Linked DNA regions of Mus musculus: region 2 is linked to region 1. A link is a contact called in public HiChIP or PLAC-seq data. All regions are on one chromosome and are shown on one strand. The core of a region is the stretch at or near the end of the contact, and the rest is flanking DNA. Distances in the headings are between cores, read along the strand shown.

What was found. HiChIP or PLAC-seq counts read pairs in DNA pulled down with a chosen protein or histone mark.
Region 2: an H3K4me3 HiChIP or PLAC-seq map of intestinal villus epithelium shows a contact between it and region 1, with 5 read pairs. The contact joins the promoter of Smox here to the enhancer-like site in region 1. A contact is called at or near these places in 8 of 39 promoter capture datasets (the 3T3-L1 cell line, 3T3-L1-derived adipocytes, the C10 cell line and 5 more), 3 of 15 datasets of contacts at CTCF or cohesin (the NIH/3T3 cell line and large pre-B cells), 16 of 484 Hi-C or Micro-C datasets (the C10 cell line, the CH12 cell line, the F1.1 cell line and 11 more), 10 of 115 datasets of contacts at active chromatin or transcription factors (bone marrow-derived macrophages, craniofacial prominence, double positive thymocytes and 6 more) and 2 of 9 other capture datasets (adipose tissue and embryonic stem cells).

What each region holds. Positions count from the first base shown.
Region 1 is chr2:131,403,028-131,405,709 of GRCm38.p6, reverse strand. No RefSeq gene overlaps it. Among named protein-coding and RNA genes, the nearest start is that of Rnf24, 51 kb to the right of the region's middle. Within about 2 kb of position 1,364, at least 58 of the 459 cell types and tissues checked have an H3K27ac peak or open chromatin away from gene starts, as enhancers often do. A contact at or near this core is called in embryonic fibroblasts, intestinal villus epithelium and pancreatic cancer cells, where this site is marked.
Region 2 is chr2:131,490,504-131,493,185 of GRCm38.p6, reverse strand. It overlaps Smox (spermine oxidase), which reads right to left and starts at 1,324. Exons shown (of 7, transcript NM_145533.2): 1 at 1,150-1,324. It overlaps Gm30679, which reads left to right and starts at 910. Exons shown (of 2, transcript XM_030252306.1): 1 at 910-1,618. The coding sequence starts at 1,012.

The DNA of each region.
Region 1 (2,682 bases), core at 115-2,614:
CCTGCATAGAGCACCACTCAGCCCTGCATAGAGTATCACTCAGCCCCACATAGAACATCACTCAGCCCTGCACAGGGCACCACTCAGCCCTGCACAGAGCATCACTCAGCTCTGCATAGAGAGCATCACTCAGCCCTGCACAGAGAGCATCACTCAGCCCTGCACAGGGCACCACTCAGCCCTGCACAGAGCATCACTCAGCCCCACATAGAACATCACTCAGCCCTGCACAGAGCATCACTCAGCTCTGCACAGAGCATCACTCAGCCCTGCACAGAGCATCACTCAGCCCTGCACAGAGCATCACTCAGCCCTGCTCAGAGCATCACTCAGCTCTGCATAGAGTATCACTCAGCCCTGCACAGAGCATCACTCAGCCCTGCACAGAGCATCACTCAGCCCTGCACAGAGCATCACTCAGCCCTGCACAGAGCATCACTCAGCCCCTGTGTGTCCTCCATGCTTCCTCTGTCCTGTTAGCTCTACTTCTGCCAAACACTCCCTCCTACAAATGCTTGACCAGTTGACAACCTCCAAGATCCCAGCTCTACTCGGGCTCCTGTTCACCCTTGTGCCTGGGTCCGACAGGACCAGTTGGCCTTGCATTGGTTCCTTCCCCTTCCCTGCCTGTTGGCCTCTGAGAAGCTGCAGTGAATATGGATGGTGGTTAGTAGTACAGCAGGAGCCTGGGGCAAGAGTAGAGTCAGCCTATGAGACAGCAAGAGCAGATTCCAGAAGATTCATGACAGCAGCCTAAAACATAGTGGGGGGCCTGAGACCCACAGACTCCAAGTTTCAGCTCTCCATCTGTCACAAGCCACCCCACGTGACTAAGGTCAATTTTGCTTCTCAGTTTGTTCCTGAGTTAAGTGCCTATGAGAAAGATCTAGAAGGGGTTCCATGAAAGCCTCCCTATCTTTTTGATGCTACATAACTTCAGTGAGCCCCGGCTGCATGAAACTCCAGTTTCAAGTCATCTACAATAGCAACCAGCTTGGCAAGGCACCCTGTGTGGGCTCTGCCTTCCTCATCTTACCAAAGTAGCACTTAGAGCCCCGTTTCTCTGCTTCTAGTAGACCATAGAGACACTCCCCAGCCCTGTCAGACACAAGCAGCCTGTGATTAGGCCGCTGCAAGGGCTAGCAGCAGGCGTCAGAGCCCAGGGCTAGATGAGAGCTTTGCCTATCTCTCATTTCTACTTTGGACCCAAATCCCATAAGAAAGCACGGGAGGGTGCTGGAAGGGCTCCCCTGTTGTCCTAGAACAGCAGCCAAGGCTTGAAAATGAGGACAAGAGGAAAGAGGTCCCTGAATTCTAGACTGAGCAGTAAGTGAGTCACTGGCAGCCTGACTCTTCACTTCCTGAAAGTGTGGAGACCTGCTCTTCCACCCATTCTGCCTGAACAAAGGTTAGAGGTGGGGTGAGGAAGGAAGGCTATAGTGAAGATGTCACCCTGAATGGCAGGACTTCCCTTTGGCTTTCTGAAGCAAGGGATTGCTTGGGAAGTCCGAGTTAACTGGGTGACTATTTAATGTGTCTGTTTGGAAATCCCTCTATACCTACCTTAGGCGTCATAGTGGTGGTTATCTTTGCCCCACCCATTCTACATCTCTGACTCATCTCTTACTCTCCAGGAGTATCGGCAGCGTCCATTCTGGCCTTCATGTCTCCTCCCTCAGGCTCCTGTCCACTCCAGTCCTGAAGCAGTCCTTTCTGGCTGGGAGTATGGTTTTATGGCAGAGTGCTTGCCTGGCCTGTGCAAAGCACTGGCTGTGATCCCTGGCACTACCCAAAACACCGAGACAGAGTGGTATCCAAGTGTAGTCCCCAGATCTGTGGGAAGCTGAGGCAGGGGGATTGCTAACCTCAGTAGTTCAAGACCAGTCTGGGCAACATAGTGAGACTCTATCTCAAATAAATAAGTCATTCAAGATCAGCTTGGCAGACTAGATCTCACAGATCAGCTGTGGCTGCCTGTGACTTGGTTTTTATGTCACTTGGGAGCTAAGAATGGTTTTTACATTTTATTTTTAGGCAAAACAAGACTATGTGACACATATTTGCCAAAGCCTGCTATAAAGTCAGTATCAAATCTGGCTTAAGGGAATATCCTCCCTACATTCTATACCTCTCAGATACCTTAAGCCTGCACCCAGACTATCACCCTCCCTCCTTATGCCAATCAGTGACCTAACATTCCAGACATTACTCCAGATGATGTCCCTTCAGCTGAGCCTAAGCCTTCTCACCTTTCCCCGATCAGCCTATACAGCAGGAGCTGGCTGTCACATGCTCACACCAGATCATAGCTTGGTGACCAGTGAGTGACAGAGGGAAGGGCAAAGGAGGGAGACAGCATGAGCTACAGTCACCCAGTAGCTATATGGTCCCTGCTTCTAGTAGTGTCCTAGGTCCTTCCCTGCTTCAAAGGATCAGTAACAATTTCTATGCCATTGCTAACTTCCTTGACTGCCGTGACTACCTTCCAGGCTCTTCATCACCCCTACAACTGACTACGTGCACTTAATTGCCTCTGTTTAAATGGTTTCTGTTTTCCTGCCAGGACTCTGACTGACGTACTACTCTCCCCAGCATCCACACACTCAGAGTTTGCTCAGTGCTCTGTCTTTAACATTTGTACTCAACTAACATGTTTTTACTCATGACTTCCGAAGGTGGCTA
Region 2 (2,682 bases), core at 75-2,574, 88 kb before region 1:
AGAGCCCTGGGGCCCTCAAGCATTTAACAGCAAAACTAAGGGGAAGGGGACAGGCTAGGGCAGGCTGGTAGAAGGGAGGAACTGGGGCACCCAGGGAAAGATACAACTCTAGGACAGAGCTTTCTAAAGACACTGCAAGGCAAGCAAAACCTGCTAGAGCGGCCCTGGATGGACTGCAGAAGGAAAGGGTGCCTGCTTCTTAGGGGCACTGCTTAAAGTCAGAACTTCCGAGGAGATCCTTGTGATGGGAATTGGGTGCCTGGCTGACGGGGGATGAGGTTCAAAGCCAAACAGGGAGACTGTGAAATGACGAGGGCGGACAAAGACTGTTCTCAAAACCTGCTGGGTAAGAAATGCCAGGGACATCTAAAGGGATGGTCACAGGGCCCAGGAGGAAGCGCGGCCCTTCAAGCCCTGTAATGCTCCTTCCTCTGTAAGAGGAAAGGGACAGAGGTAGCAGAACACAAATAAATGAGGGCCATTCAAACACTTTCTTGACCTTCTCTTTACCCCCAGCCTGGGTGACCTCCACTCAGCACCTGCTGTTTCCCCCACAAGCTCGGCCAAGTGGACCCCAGGCGGGACGGTGCTGTGCCACTATCAGTTGGCTCCTCCAACAACCTGTGGGCACGGCTCACGAAAGGGCCAGCCACGGCGCGGTTTGCTCAGGTGCAAGACCCAAAAGGTCCGCGCACCGCTCACCTGCTCCACAGCCGCGCCACCTCCAAGCCGGCGGCCGGCCTCGGCACCCCTTCCCGGCGAAGCGACTTGCTCCCTTCCCTTCGTCAGCCTGGCTCCGGCCAAGCCGGGCAGCCTGTGAGCCCCGGGGCAACCCGCGGGAGAGCGGCTCCCCACTCCTCCAGCTGTCCCAAGGAGACCGGCAGACGCCGGGCCGCCGCCGCCGCCGCCGCCGCCGCAAGCTGTGTTCCCTCCCCTCCACAGCGCACACCCTCCGGGCCGACCGAGTGCCTCGCCGGCTTTGTCTGCGCCGCCGCGCTGGGCGTCCGGAGGATGCGGCCCGGACCCCGGGGTCGCGGCCAGCCCGGGCAGCCTCTTCTGCCCACCGCCCGCCGCCGGCCTCCATCGGGAGCCCCTTGCCTACGAGGCTCGGTGGCTGTCCGAGCCCGGGTCGGGGAGGCCGCACGGTACCTTTCCTTGCGGAGCCCGGGAGCGTCTTCGCGAGCGGCCTCGGCCTCTCCGCCTCCCCTCCTCCGCAGCCACTGGGCTTCCTCCTGCAGCCGCCGCCGGGACCGTAGGGCCGAGCCAGCCGCCGGGGCCTGTGCGGGGGCCCCGCTCCGCCTCGCGTCCCCGGCCCACCCCGCCTGGGTGCTCCGCCCCGGGCCCGCCCACCGGGGGCGGGGAGCCCGAGGCCACCCAGCCTGGAGTTGCCCGCGGCACAGCCACCTGCACTCCCCTATCTCGCAAAAGGGACGCCTCACCCACCTATCCGCCCAGAAACAGAGCCAGCCCCGCGACGCCCCGCCCTGCAAAGCAGACGAGGTCTTCCGGCACTGTCAGAGCGCTGCGCCCACCTCAGTTTACCCAGACTCTGCCGCCCTTTTGAAAAGAAGAAAGGGCCCCTCTTGTCCTGGACTGTCTCTCGTCCTGCAGGTCTCAGGTGGGTGCCGGCGGGAACCAGGAACCTCAGGTGAAAGGAAAAGAATGCTCACATCCTCTCAGTACCCAGCCCATGTCCTGAAGTGGCCCTTTTTAAAAAGTGTATTTCCCTAGTAAAACCCTCAAACTTTTAATAAAAGCCAACGTTAATACTAGGTGGCACTTTTTCCTTTTTTCAAAAAAAAATTAATTGGTATCAATTATTTTTTAGCGGGCAATAGTGGCACATGCCTTTAATCTGGTGGTTCTCCAGCTTCCTAATGCTGACACACAGTTCCTCGTGTTGTAGTGACCCCCCAACCATAAAATTATTTCATTGCTACTTCGTAACTGTAATGTTGCTACTGTTATGAATTGAAACATAAATAAATATCTGACATGCGACCCCTATGAAAGGTCGTTGGAACCCTAAGGGATAGTAACCCACAGGTTTAGGACCACTGCGGAATCCCTCTAGAAGCAGGTGGATCTCTGAGTTCAAAGCCAGTCTGAACCACAGAGTAAGTGTAGGACAGCCAGAGTCAAACAGAGAAATCCTGTCTTGAACCACCCCCAACTCTCCCCCTCCACACACACACACAAAAGTAAGAAAATTATTTTTTATTCATCTCTGCACCTCCTAATCTGTTTTTTCGTATGTTTTGCTGGTACTACACCAGGTCAACACTTGGTCCGAGGGAATACAAGCCCCTGGTGGCCGCAGAGCCTCTACTCCGAACTGTGTCTCTGGAGGGGGCCCTCCCCTGATTTCAACCTGGAACCAGGCAATGCTGAGCACAGGTCGCTGTAGGTTCAGCCCGGAGAGATCCTGGATGTGGATCACATGCTCGTGATCCCAGCCTCAGAAGGCCATGTGGGGGGGGGGGGGGTACAGAGTTCAAGGCTAGCCTTGGCTACATACCAACTTCAAGGCCAGGCTGAGCCACACAGTGAAAGCCTGCCTCAAAGAAGCAAGAAGTAGAGATGTGGCTCAACAGCAGAACACACTTCTCAACATAGACAAGGCTCTGGGGCCAATCCCCAAAACTGAATTATATATATAATTCATATATATATATATATATA